Regions from separate parts of the Mus musculus genome. Here regions 1, 2 and 4 are each linked to region 3. The links are chromatin contacts, called in public ChIA-PET and HiChIP or PLAC-seq maps. All regions are on one chromosome and are shown on one strand. The core of a region is the stretch at or near the end of the contact, and the rest is flanking DNA. Distances in the headings are between cores, read along the strand shown.

The links. ChIA-PET counts read pairs in DNA pulled down with a chosen protein or histone mark. HiChIP or PLAC-seq counts read pairs in DNA pulled down with a chosen protein or histone mark.
Region 1: an RNA polymerase II ChIA-PET map of memory CD8 T cells shows a contact between it and region 3, with 69 read pairs. The contact joins the promoter of Mtif3 here to the promoter of Pan3 in region 3. A contact is called at or near these places in 7 of 39 promoter capture datasets (the 3T3-L1 cell line, cranial neural crest, erythroid cells and 3 more), 2 of 484 Hi-C or Micro-C datasets (CD4 T cells and uterus), 2 of 115 datasets of contacts at active chromatin or transcription factors (double positive thymocytes and memory CD8 T cells) and 2 of 9 other capture datasets (adipose tissue and liver).
Region 2: a contact with region 3 is called in an H3K4me3 HiChIP or PLAC-seq map of embryonic stem cells, with 2.6 times the contacts expected there. The contact joins the enhancer-like site here to the promoter of Pan3 in region 3. A contact is called at or near these places in 5 of 39 promoter capture datasets (the C10 cell line, the HPC-7 cell line, cranial neural crest and 2 more), 1 of 15 datasets of contacts at CTCF or cohesin (the NIH/3T3 cell line), 10 of 484 Hi-C or Micro-C datasets (the AML12 cell line, CD8 T cells, the MC3T3-E1 cell line and 7 more), 15 of 115 datasets of contacts at active chromatin or transcription factors (acute myeloid leukemia, bone marrow-derived macrophages, embryonic basal ganglia and 9 more) and 5 of 9 other capture datasets (adipose tissue, embryonic stem cells, liver and 2 more).
Region 4: a contact with region 3 is called in an H3K27ac HiChIP or PLAC-seq map of extraembryonic endoderm stem cells. The contact joins the enhancer-like site here to the promoter of Pan3 in region 3. A contact is called at or near these places in 2 of 39 promoter capture datasets (both in the 3T3-L1 cell line), 2 of 115 datasets of contacts at active chromatin or transcription factors (acute myeloid leukemia and extraembryonic endoderm stem cells) and 1 of 9 other capture datasets (liver).

Annotation. Positions count from the first base shown.
Region 1 is chr5:146,962,213-146,965,130 of GRCm38.p6, forward strand. It overlaps Mtif3 (mitochondrial translational initiation factor 3), which reads right to left and starts at 1,585. Exons shown (of 4, transcript NM_001256102.1): 1 at 1,511-1,585.
Region 2 is chr5:147,841,920-147,845,196 of GRCm38.p6, forward strand. No RefSeq gene overlaps it. Among named protein-coding and RNA genes, the nearest start is that of Pomp, 17 kb to the right of the region's middle. Within about 2 kb of position 1,727, at least 3 of the 459 cell types and tissues checked have an H3K27ac peak or open chromatin away from gene starts, as enhancers often do. A contact at or near this core is called in embryonic stem cells, where this site is marked.
Region 3 is chr5:147,428,906-147,432,095 of GRCm38.p6, forward strand. Pan3 (PAN3 poly(A) specific ribonuclease subunit) reads left to right here and starts at 1,251. Exons shown (of 19, transcript NM_028291.5): 1 at 1,251-2,104. The coding sequence starts at 1,675.
Region 4 is chr5:147,759,844-147,763,059 of GRCm38.p6, forward strand. Gm35592 (a long non-coding RNA gene) reads right to left here. Exons shown (of 3, transcript XR_377219.4): 2 at 1,472-1,609; 3 at 1,183-1,326. Among named protein-coding and RNA genes, the nearest start is that of Gm35592, 3.6 kb to the right of the region's middle. Within about 2 kb of position 1,573, at least 34 of the 459 cell types and tissues checked have an H3K27ac peak or open chromatin away from gene starts, as enhancers often do. A contact at or near this core is called in extraembryonic endoderm stem cells, where this site is marked.

The DNA of each region.
Region 1 (2,918 bases), core at 335-2,834, 470 kb before region 3:
CACACCTTTAATCCCAGCACTCGGGAGGCAGAGGCAGGTGGATTTCTGAGTTCAAGGGCAGTTTGGTCTACAGAGTTCCAGGACAGGAGGGCTACACAGAGAAACCCTGACTCGAAAAAAAACAAAAACAAAAAACAAACAAACAAAAAAACCTTTCAATACTTTTCTGCTAACATTCTTCAGTATGAACCCAATTAGAGTATCTCTAAGCTGTAATGTATTACAATGTTTTATTTTTAAAATTGCTACTTGAGTTCCAAACTTGAGTTTCCTAATACAATATCAACAACAACAGTAATAATAAATAATAAATTATGGCTTGTGATTAGTACGGGAGTTCCAATAATTTCTAAAGTGAGCCTAAACACACTAACACTATTCATCAGTGCAGCCTTCACAACACTAAAAATTATGAAACTGTATCAGTTAACTCGGAAACGTGTTGACTATGCTCACAGCCTACACTATCTAATACTAAGCAAAGATTCAGGGCCAGCCAGATGGCTCAGTGGGTAAGGGTGCTTGTGTGTCTGTCTGCCTGTCTGTCTGATGTGTCTGGGCACCCATGCCATGGTGCCAGTGTGGAGGTCAAAGGACAACCTTGTGGACTGAGTTTTCTCCTTCCACCTTTAGGTTCCAGACACTGAACTCTGCCTTGCCTACTGAGCAGCTCTTCAACCTAATGATACTGATTTCTTTTTTCTTTCCTTCTCTCTGAGACAGGATCTCACTATGGAGACCAGGCTGGCCTCCAATTCACAGATCAGCCTGCCTCTGCCTCTGCCTCCGAGGGATAAGGCTTTATTCCTGACGGGATATGGCCTGACGGGAGCTTATTTCTACCACTTATTTCTTTACTTTTTTTCTGAATCGTTACACTTCATAATCACAAGCTCACATTGACATATTGAGGGCTTATATTCACTCCCGAAGGAAAGGATGGGTTCTAGTAGAATCCATATTTTGCGAAAATGACGTTGGCTTCATCCTATGACTGAATTCTCTCACCTTCAATTCCGGAAGGAATTTCAAAAGTCCTGACACGGCGAGCGGTGCACGCCTTTAATCCCAGCACTTCGGAGGTAGAGGCAGGAGGATTTCTATAGGTTTGAGGTCAGACTGGTCTACCGAGTGCGTTTCAGGACAGCCAGAGATAAATAGTGAGACCCTGTTGCAAAAACATCAAAAATTAAAGGAAAAAAAAATCCCAAAACGCTCACAAGGGGTCCGCAGCAGACACGCCCACCAGGACGCCATGCCACCAGGATGCCAGTTGTCCTACGCCCCCACCTTGCCCCCCAAATCCGTGGAAGGAGCGTGCGCGCGCACACAAACAGCGAAACTGGCTAGGCTGGCGAGCAAGTGATTATTGGCAGCTCGGCAACTGGTCTCGACTCCGAAGGCTGGTGCTGCCGCCACCCCACGTCCACGGAGGGCTCTCTGCACAGAATGTTCCCAGGACATGCATTCCCACCTCAGCCCCGTCGCCAAGCCCTCACCTCAGCGTTACCTGGGCCGGGGTAGGCGAGCAGGAAGAACTAGCAGGTCCGTACCTGGACTCCGCCGGAGCACCGCGTCGGCTTCCGTAGCAGGCGGAACTTCCTGAGTCCCTTAAAGGGAGGGTGCAGCTGCGGCCTGCGGATTCCACTAATGGAATAAAGCCCTCCGACAAAAAAAAAAAAAAAAAAAAAAAAAAAAAAAAGAATCGTGCAGCAGGCCTGAGTGAAACTGAGAGATTTGCTACTAACCTGCTGCTCCAAAGGCCAAGTGAACGCTAAAATATAGAGTCCCTGGAACAGTCACTGCATCGCTTCCGCCAGTTACATTAATAATGTTGAATAATGCCTTCTACAGTGCTAGACAACTGCAGGGCGGTGTTAAACTATTGCCACCTGCGGATCTGGTTTAGTGGAAGCTCTAGCTGGGTAGCAGGGTGCAACCCTCGCTCTCAAGATTGCTCTCTTCTGAGAAAAAGAGATGGATTCAGGTTCGATTACTGTCAGAACTGGGAGAAATCATAACAGACCACCCACATGTGGGATGATTGACCGCATTGGCCAGAGTCAGGCAAGAGGATGGTCAGAAACTTCGAGCCCCTGGGTGTTGCACTTTCAGGCTATTGGGGCCCTGCACCCTTGTTACCAAGCTGTTGACTGTCCCCTACTTTGGCGTTAAGTCCCTGCTTTTCCCCATTCTTCAACAGGGAACTCCTTAGAGAAGCCGCTGAATGTCCCTCATTTACAGACTACGTGTCTATAACATATAATTTATACATCTTGTCTTGTTTAATCCTCACCAAATAACTCAATCAGGGTAATATCTGATTGCAACTATTACTGGTACATCAAAATACCATCCTTTTATTGCAGGTGAGGAACCTGGGTCATCCTTAAATAGCTTTAGAGCCGCATCCAAGTCTCCCTTTCTTCATCAGATCACAGCCTCTGGCCCATGAGCCTTGTATCTGTGACAGGCAAAAGCTGAAGCAATTCTTTATGATCCAAAGGCCAGGGCTGGGCTCTGCATGTCAGCCATTCCTAAGTGAAATGAAGAATTACAGATACTTTTTATTCTGCCAGCATTAGTCCTCCATGGGACGATAGAAGCATAGTTGTGCAAATAAAGTGTGGAGACCACCTCTTGGATAGACAGGTCCATAACAGTTGTAAGTGCTCACATTTGTGATAAAGTTTCCATAAGCACCACAGTTCTAAACACTTAGCCTGTATTGAGTTAGTTTAATCCTCAAGACACCCTCATGATACACTGCCATCACTACCCATTTTTAAAAAGATTTATTTATTCATTATATATAAGTACACTTCAGACACCCCAAAAGAGGGCATCAGATCTCATTACGGATGGTTGTGAACCATCATGTGGTTGCTGGGATTTGAACTCAGGACCTTCGGAAGAAC
Region 2 (3,277 bases), core at 477-2,976, 410 kb after region 3:
ATCTCTTTTAATTTTGTATTAAAGAATAAGGGATTGTTCTGAGCCAGATTTGGAGGTAATAATAACAACAACAATGTTGGGCCTTGATAATATTGGATTTACTGTGTGCTTTGAACACTGGTTCATTCGGTGTCTCTCAGCACCATAAGAGGAAGGATATTGATCTTTTGGGGGAGGGGGGAATAAAAAAGGAGATGGGACCAGCCCCTAGCTGGTCACATCACATTCACAGTTATGGGAGGAGAGTGACAAATGCTTGTGTGCTCACTGGCTGGCCTGATTGGGCTCAGTTCCATTTCTCCCCTCTTCCACAGTTCAGGACACCCTGCCTATGGAATGGTGTTGCCCACAGTAGGCTAGGTCTTCCCACATCAATTAGCATAATCAAGACATTCCCTCCATAGACATGTCCATAAGCCAACCCAAAGTAGACAATCTCTCACTGGAACCCTCTTCCTAGATGAGTACAGATTGTGTCAACTTGACACTTTGAGCTGTGACAGCATGCTGTTTACTTCTAACACTAACACATGGTGCCAAGCACTGTCTAGTGTTCGATGCATGCTGCCCCATCCTTTTCCATTAAGGTCCTGTGCTGGTAACTTGCCAGGGAATGTGGAGTGTGGCCTCTAATGACCACTGTCATCTGTGTCACATATCATGATACACTTTAAGGTTTGGGTGTGTGTGTGTCATATGTGCTTCCTGTTTTTCTTCTTAATAATGCACACAGTAACTTTTCTCACTTGAATTCACATCAACAAAGCACTTTGTATTGTACTCTGTACTGTGGTGGATACTAAGTTGCCGATTCTGTCTCCTTTAACTTTAACGCCAACACCATTGAGTTCATCCGAGTCTTCAGTTTCCGTTTTTGTCCCAAGCATGGTTCTCCTTCACCCACCTTTTAGTTATCCATATTTTTATATTTACTTATATATTTGGGGGTTTTGTTTTTGTCTTGTTTTGTTTTCCTCTGCTTGTATGCCTGTGCACTACGTGCATGCGTTATCCAAGGAAACCAGAAGAAGACATCATATCCTCTGGAACTGGAGTTCCAAATGGTAGTGAGTCACTATGTGGGTGCTGGGAATTGAACCCTGGTCCTCTGCAATAGCTGTGTCCTCAGCTGCCCCTACTTACCCATATTCCGAGTAATAAGATGATCTCAAGAAATACAGCATTAACAATAGCCCCACTCACTCCGGTGCCCCTTCCCTGGCTCTGCCCATGTGGAGCCATTTTGCAAAATTTTGTATTTCCTTGTTTCTTCCAGTTTATACCTCAAATGTCTACTCTTTACTTTTATTTTGAACTTCATTCATTCATTTATTCGTCTCCTGTCCCGTAGGTTGACTCACTGTGTCTCACATAGCTACAGTCAGGCCTTCTTCTCTGCTGTGTAATTTTCCCACACAGTTGCTGGTGGCTGTTTTGGCTGCTCTCCACCTTCAGACACCAGGAAGGCGGTGTTCTCTTGGCCATTGTCTTACGCTACTTCCCCCTTTTCAGAGCATGAAAAGTCAGGGACAAGGAAGTGAAGGAACTCACCCAAGACCTTCCCAGCCAGTCCTGGCAGCTTATTCAGGATTCCAGCCTAGACCAGACGCTCCCGTCCCTCCCCCCTTCCCCTCCCCCCTCTCCCCCACGATGTCACCCAGCTCTTGTCAGACTTGCTGTGAATGAAAGAGCAAGGGCAGGGAGAAAGGAAAAGGATCTTCCGTCCCCATTTCTCTGCTAGAAAGTTACTCCGCCCACTCTGTGCCTCTTAGAGAGGAAAAGCTTGTAGGTTGGGTTGATTAGCCTTTCAAATAGTGCACTTATCCTCTTGGATCCAGTAAGTATCCACTCCCATCTCAAAAGTAACGCGGAGGTCAGCCCTAAACAGGTGCACAGACAGCAACACTAAATGACCTCAGTGTGTGTGTGTGTGTGTGTGTGTGTGCGCTTGCGCATGCAAATGGCACACACATATAATGTCTGTGTGTGTGTAGCAATAATAAATATAGAAGAAGTAGTCATGAGTTTGAGAGGGAGTGGGGGAAGGGTCATGTGAAGAGTTAGAGGGGGAAGAAATTCTCAAAAACTACTAGATGTTTTTCTGTGAGGCCATGTGCTCCCCCAGCCTGCTTTCACATGTAGAAGCTGTTCAGACATATGTTTAGATTCCCTTTGCAGGGAGATTAACTATACATTTATACAGTTTCTTTTTAGGCCAGAGTTCAATAGAGGAGGTCAGAGACTAATAAAATGTGAGTTGCTAAGCCTGCTAGAATGTTCCTGGAAACAAGATAACTAAACTTGCCTCTTCCAATTAAAAATAGGTTTGAGAGAGAAAACTCACCAGTGAGCCTAAGAATCTCGTAGCATAGAAACTGTAAACCAGCATTTTGAAAGCCAAAATGATCTTATCCATGTGTGAAGGAATCAGGAGGGTTGACAGGAACCGAGAAGGAATGTAGACTGTGTTGTGTTTAACGATTCTTCTCAAAAACATCTTTTTATTTCGCTCCAGGGCACTAAAAACTGCAGACTTTGGATTTCCATAGATTTCTTTGCATGTGCTCTGGCCTGTTTTCTGGGCTCTGCAAGGTCACACACCCCATTGTCACCCAGGAACTTCAAGGTCCCTACTCTTTCTTCTCTTCATGTCAATGACCATTCTAGGGACTTCTTATCTTTCCAAAAGCTACATCTAAGATTTTTATTTGTTATTAGCATTTGTGTAGTTTGTGTGTGTGTATGTGTGAAACATGTGCTTGAAGTTTTTGTGTGAGGTCAGAGAACAACTTTCTAGAATGGTTTTACCCTTTTCATCTTATTGAGACAGGGTCTCTGTATTTTCACTGTCTGACGAACCCAGGATAATTGGAAACTCACATCCATTCTGTCTCTACCTTCTATCTTTCAATAGAATCCTAGGATGGTAGACACATCTGACTTTTCGAGGGTTTCAGGAACCAAGCTCAGAGCCTCAAAGGATCATACAGTGTCTTAACCTACTGAGTCGTCTTGCCACCCCTCCGACAGCACTATTTCTCATTTCTGTTTGGATCTTTCTGAGAATTTGACTTTGGGAGCACAGATGTTTTGTGTTGCTCCTTAAAATATCAAACACAAACATTGTAAAAAGATGAATACGACATTTTGGGCAGTTTAGGGTACCAAGCACTGTCACCATCCTCCCACACCTCCTGTGAGTGCCGACCCATCTCTGCACAAACATGTTATCTATATGGGGGGAAGTTGGAATAATCTATACCCCTGAGTCAGCGTC
Region 3 (3,190 bases), core at 1-2,500:
GTACAAAGGAGACACAGAGAAGCAAGCAGGTTCCAAAGGCAGGTCTGAATTCAAGGATGCTGTAAACACTCTCCCCACTCCCCAACAGTTCTCAGTAGGAGTTCAACTCTTTAAATCCCCTCTAACAGCTGATGTTAACACTAGACACTAATTCACATCTTATGCCTCATTAGCCGGAGGATAAATAAGCCCTCTGAATTCAGGTCCGACTGCATCTGGTTAACTTTTGCATCCCCAGCTCCTTGGGAACATGTAATTAACATTAACAAATACCTGTTGGATATTTAAATGAGTGAACACTGCGTCCACGCAGAGATAGCAGCTTAGAATTTCCCTGGGCAGCATCACTAGGCTTACCAGATTGGGATCTATATAGCATGCATCTCAACCTCACCCTTTTGGCAGTGTGAAACTTTATATATTCTTTTGTGACTTCGTCAGGCTGCCACGATTCCTTAAATGCTGCCCACACCCGTCCTTTTCATAACAGGGATTTGTCTTTTGAGAAAATCTTTTAGAGAAGATTTCTAAAACCCTAATATCAATTTTTCACTTCACTGCGGTTCAATTGTCTTCACGCCTCTCCCCTTTAAAAAAAGGTGGTGGTGGGGGGAGCAAATTGGAAATCAATGAGGGGAAAACTTTTTTTTAAAAAGTGAATTTCGAATGCAGAGTAGGAAAACATTCCAGCACATTTGGAATTGGGTCTTCCCGTGCTGCCAAGGTAGCACTGTCCCAGGTGGCACCTTTGAGAGAAAAAAATCCCGAGGGCCATCAAAGCGGAGGAAACAGGTGCTGCTCTAAGCAGGGGTTTGGTGGCATCCAGGGTTCTGGCTCCATCTTTTGACAAAGAGCCCAGAAGCTAAGGCTATCTGGCCAGTAGTCCATCACCTTCGAGGGGGAGGATTTAAAAAAAAAAAACAAAAAAAAAAAAACAAAGGCTAGAGGGGTGGCGGAGCACAGGGAAAGGGAGAGGAAACGTGACAAACGGAAGCAAACTCTCCTCTCCGGGGAGCGAGGTTGGGCTGCGTCCCCTTCCAAGGACCTGAGACGGACTGTCATTTTGTGTTTTCCCCTCCAAGCGGACTACCACCGGGTCTCGTGAGAGCCTCGGCGCCGCCGCCGTGGGGAAGGCCTCCCTCCGAGGGCTCGGGCTGAAGCAACCGCCTCCGGTCAGCTCGCGGACGCCCCGTGGGGGCCACGCCTGCGGTCCCCCACCCCCGGGCCAGGCCTCCTACCCACAAGGCCCCGCGCCACTCGCGCAGGCGCAGAGGCGGCGAGCGTCTCAGGAAGAGGAAAATGGCATAAACAAGTCGGGAGGACCCGGAGCGCGAGCCGACGAGCGAGCGGAGGGCAAGAGTTTAAAAACAAACCGGCGGCTCCCTCCCGCCGTGCCTTTGCCCCACAGCTTCCGGTCGCCGCCGCCTCAGGGTCGTTTCTCCCCGCAGCCCCGGCCGCGCGCCCACCGCGGCGTCCCGCGCGGCCCCTTTAAGGACAGCGGAGAGGGAGAGGGAGAATCCCTGCTCGCCGCCCGCCCGCCCTTCCCCCTCCCCGGGCGGCTCCGGCTCCCTCAGCGGGGCCCAACCCGCCCGCCCGGCTTCCATCCGGCTCCGGCGGCGGCTCCTTCCCGCCCTCGTCTATGGTGGCGGCGGGGGACGCGGCTGCGGCGTGGCCATGAACAGTGGCGGCGGCGGTGGCCTCCCGCCGCCCTCGGCCGCTGCCTCGCCGTCGTCGTCCTCGCTGGCGGCGGCCGTGGCGGTGGCGGTGGCGGCCTCGTCGGGCGTCGGGGGCGTCCCCGGCGGGCCGGCGGCGGCGGCGGGCGTGAAGCTCAAGTACTGCCGCTACTACGCCAAGGACAAGACGTGCTTCTACGGCGAGGAGTGTCAGTTCCTGCACGAGGACCCAGCCGCCGGCGCGGCCCCGGGGCTTGGCCTCCATAGCAACAGCGTCCCGCTGGCGCTAGCGGCCGCGGCCGGGGCCGCCTTTCCTCCGGGAGCGCTCCCGGGCGGGGGAGCGGGGCCGCCCGCGGGGCCCAAGAAGCCGGAGCTGGGCGTCCCGGGGGCGGCGACCGCGGGCGGCGGACTCGATGGCCCGCGGGTGGCGAGTAAGTGAGGCCCGGGCGGGGTGGTGCGGTGCGGGGTTGGTGCGGTCCGGGCGCGGGGAGGAGGCCTGAGCCTGCCCGCTTCCCCTCACCTCCGGGCCGCAGGAGAGGCCTAGGCCCTGCGCAGCCCTCCTTCCTTCTTCCTGTTTCCTCTCTGGGCTCCGCCGCTCGGGGCAAACCCCGGAGCTAGGGGAGGCGGGTTCCCGGGAGCGTGGGTGGACGGACGGTCGTGGTGTAATTGGGGTGGGGTGGGGGGCGCTGGGAGTGGGGTGCGGGGAGCAGGGGGGATGGGCTGCGGAGTGGAAGCAAGGGGGTGTCGCTTCCGGGTTTGTGTGTGTGTGTGTGTGTGTGTGTGTGCGCGCGCGCGCGCGTGTGCGTGGAAAGGGGCTGGGTCTGCGAGCACATGTGTCGGTGCGTGCTCGCGTGGAGCGCGGGCTGCCGAAAGTTGCCGGCTGGGAACTCCTTCTAAAGGATGTCCGGGGCCAGGGGTGGGGGTGCGGGGAGGAGAGGTGTATGAAGATCAGCTTTATTCATTTATTTATTTTTAAGTAAGCACAGGTTTAATAGAGAGCTTAGGTTAGGAATTTCCCAAGACTTGCGCTCAGGCAGGTTTCTGGAAAGCCAGAGTAAGTGAACTGGGCGTCTGCAGGGATCTTGTCTTTCCCATGGCGTTATACCGAGTGAACTTGCTCAGCACTGGGCCTCAAGAGCGTCTCGCACCCCGAAGGCTTTCGTGAGAAGAATTTAGGGCTGTGTACGTTATAGCTGTTAAGTTAAGTGGAGTTTGCTGTTACTGTAAATGCTTTGAACATTAGAATTAGATGCTTGATTTCCTCTAGTTTTAGATCTTGTGATAACTTGATAGTCAAGTTAACTTGAACTTCAGAACAATCTGTCTTTAACACAAACAACCTGATAAAGTGGTTTACTACTTACTGGGATAATTTATTTTTAACAGCCCCCCCCCTTTCTTTTTTTTCTTTTTTTTTTTTTTTTTTTTTTTTTTTTGGTCTCTTGTTTACCGAAGCTTAAATGGTAATAAATTTAGATGCTTTGTAAAGAAGTTAATTTCCTGGTGGGATGTAGCCG
Region 4 (3,216 bases), core at 323-2,822, 330 kb after region 3:
TAATCAGCCCTTTTCTTTCATAGTACTGTCCATAGACAGCTGTAGCTATCTATGCCCTTGACTTTGATAGGACTAGCAGATTGAGTATCTCAATCCAGGTGGCACTTAAACATTCATGGGCCTTCCAGTCATGCTATAGGTAGCCTACTGCCTTCAAGTTCAAACTATACTTGGTCCCTTCCCCTTCCAAACTTGAAGTCCGAGTTCCTAGCTATGTGTTTGTCAAAGCCAGAGACCTGAGGATCAGCCTGTCACACAAGTATGACATCACTTTTCCACCCTGTCTTGAGTCAGCCTTTAGAGAGTCACATTCAGAGAGGCTCACAGCTGATGTGGGTGTACACACTCATACATGTATAAACCTTCATGCAGGATGGGATATACCTGGTGGGTAGACAATGGGATGAGGGGGCAAAGGGGGGGACAGTTTTCAGTTCAGGGGACATTTGGCAGTGTCTAGAGCCTGGGGTGGCACTATGGAGTGTTGCTAGCTTCCAGTGGGCTGAAGCTAGAGATGTTAAACAGCTTATGGGACTTGGGGTGACCTCTCCAATCCTGCCCCAATATGGTCCTAGACTTCTGCCACCCTGTGCCCCCAGGTTCCCCTTCACTGGAGACTGAGGCAAACCTTGTCTGCTCAGAGTTGCTTGTGGACCAGAGCCTTATGTACAGAAGCACCTCAGCATCTCCAGGGCACCCAGTCCCACCTTCTTCCCACTACCAAGGCAAAAGTGTGACTGACCGACATAAAGGTATAGAAGTCTGCATTCCTATAACATATACAAGTGACTGAGTGTGTGAGTGCTTTTAATCCCAGAACTTGGAAGGCAGAGGCAGGTGGATCTCTGAGTTCAAGGCCAGCCTGGTCCATAGAGTGAGTTCCAGGATAGCCAGGGCTACACAGAGAAAAAAAGAAAGAGAGAGAGAGAGAAAAAAGGATAGAAACATTAGCTTCTTTCAGGGACTTTAGCTTCTTTCAAGTTATTGTAGAAGTGGCAAGCTTAACTGGGTAGATGCAAAGTGCCTGAACAGGTAGACAAGGACTGGACCACAAAGACCAGTTCCCGTCACACCGCAAGTACTTGGTATCTGTTCATTGTTCCAAATGTTTGTTGAGGATTTTGACCAACAATCCTCTCCTCTAGGAATTGATGAATAAACAAGGAATACACAGAAACGCTGTTTTACCAGACAGCAGGTTAAATAAAGACGTTTATTTACTACTTAAGGAGACTGGTGTGACCGCTGTTTACAGACGCTGCCTTGGCTGCCCTATCAGGCCTTCCCTGAGGGCTATCTTGGAGACTGTGGTGTTTGAGTCAAATCCTGAAAGAGATGCAATCAACAGAAACTGAAAGGGAACATTCCCTGGGAGGAGAGAATAACTTGTGTAAATGCCCCCCACCCCCACCCCAGGCAGAATCAAAGATCAAAACCCCCCACCACACCCTCCCACAACCCCCCCACTCACCAGAGCATCCCAAAGAACAAAGGAGATCAGTAGGCTCTGGGCTTAGGAGTCAGAGGGCAAGGGGGGCAGCACAGAGTTGAAGAGGTAGGCGAAGAGCCGACCAGGCAGAGTCTTGCAGGGCAGACGTGTGGCTCTTATCTGTGATGCAATGGAAAAACATTCGATCGGTCCTGGGCAGCAAGCTGTTATCTCTTTTAGAAACAATTGTCTGACTCGGGGGAGTCCGCAGGTAAACTTCTGGAACACAAAGGAAAACTACAAAGGGTTTCGAGAGCAAAGGAATGGTATTTCCACGTAGATTTGGCATTGTTAAAGGCTATTTGAATTTCTGAGACTGTGAAGGGAAAAGAGAGAAGACAGCTGGCTTATTTAAAAACGTGAATTTTGAAAATTCTTGTGGGGTGTGAGGAGCTGTGTGTGTGTGTGTGTGTGTGTCTGTGTGTGTGTGTGTGTCTGTGTGTGTGTGTGTGTGTCTGTGTGTCCATTCCTAACCGACACAGAGCTTGTGTGGAGCTCAGAGAGTAACTTGCAGGAATCGGTTTCCCATTTCAACTTGTGGACCCCAGGGACTGAACTCAGGTTGTCAGGCTCAACCAAGGAGACAGCAAGGACCTTTACCTGCTGAGCCATCTCACAGGCTGCCTTTGCAAGATTTTAATTTGCTTCTTATGCCTTAGCAAATGGTAGATATTAGTTGATTCTTCTTTTGTTTGTTTGTTTAATTGAATTAAACAACTGCAGGAAGACAGGTATTCGAGAATTTGTCTGTGTTTACATTACTGTCAAGGAGTTCTATTCTGACATCCACAGACATTTATCATGCAGGCTGCCCTCTCTGCTCCTGAGAGCGTTTCCCCTCCTCCTCCCAGGCACGCCCCACCTTCCAAGGCCGAGTCAGTTTGTTTTAAATGTAGATTCTGGGGCTGGATAGAAGGCTCAGTGGTTGAGAATGTTGCTGTTAGTTACTGCAGAGAATTGAGTTCAATTCTTAGCGTGCACACTCACACACAGACACCACGTGCACACACGCACACACACATACACACACGTATATGTGTGTGTGCATGCACTGGAATTTTTTTCAGCCACAAAAAAGAAAACAAATTAGGTTGTAAGGAAACTTCTTTGTGGCTGAAAAATTTCTATCGTATGTGTGTGTGTGTGTGAGAGCATGTGTATATATGTGTATATGTATGTGAGTGTGTCTATATGTGTTTGTATGTGTGTGTATGTGTGTGATGTATGTTTGTATGTATATGTCTGTGTGTATGTGTGTTTGCTTGTGTATGAGTGTGCGTGTGTTTGTGTATATGTATGTGTGAGTGTATGTATGTGTGTGCGATGTGTATGTCTGTATTTGTCTGTGTGTGTATGTGTGTGATGTGTGTGTTTGTATGTGTATGAGTGAGTGTGTATGTGTGTGATGTGTACATGTGATGTGTATGTATGTTTGCATGTGTATGTCTCTGAGTGTGTGTGTGTGTGTACTGATGGACACTGATCCCATATCTTGTCTTCTGTGAACAATGCAGTACTTTTTACTTTAATAGTGATGATACAAAGGGCTATGGTGATCATGTCTGGGGTTTGCTAAGCTTCGAACTGTCAAACTCTGCTTGCTCGAGTAAGTTTCTGTTTGTAAAATGAGAACTATGGCGAGGCTTTCTCAGGGCTTAGCTAGTGTGGTGGGAATGAATTACTTAAGGGAAAGCATGCAGTGGGACCCTCATGCAAATTCCCTACAC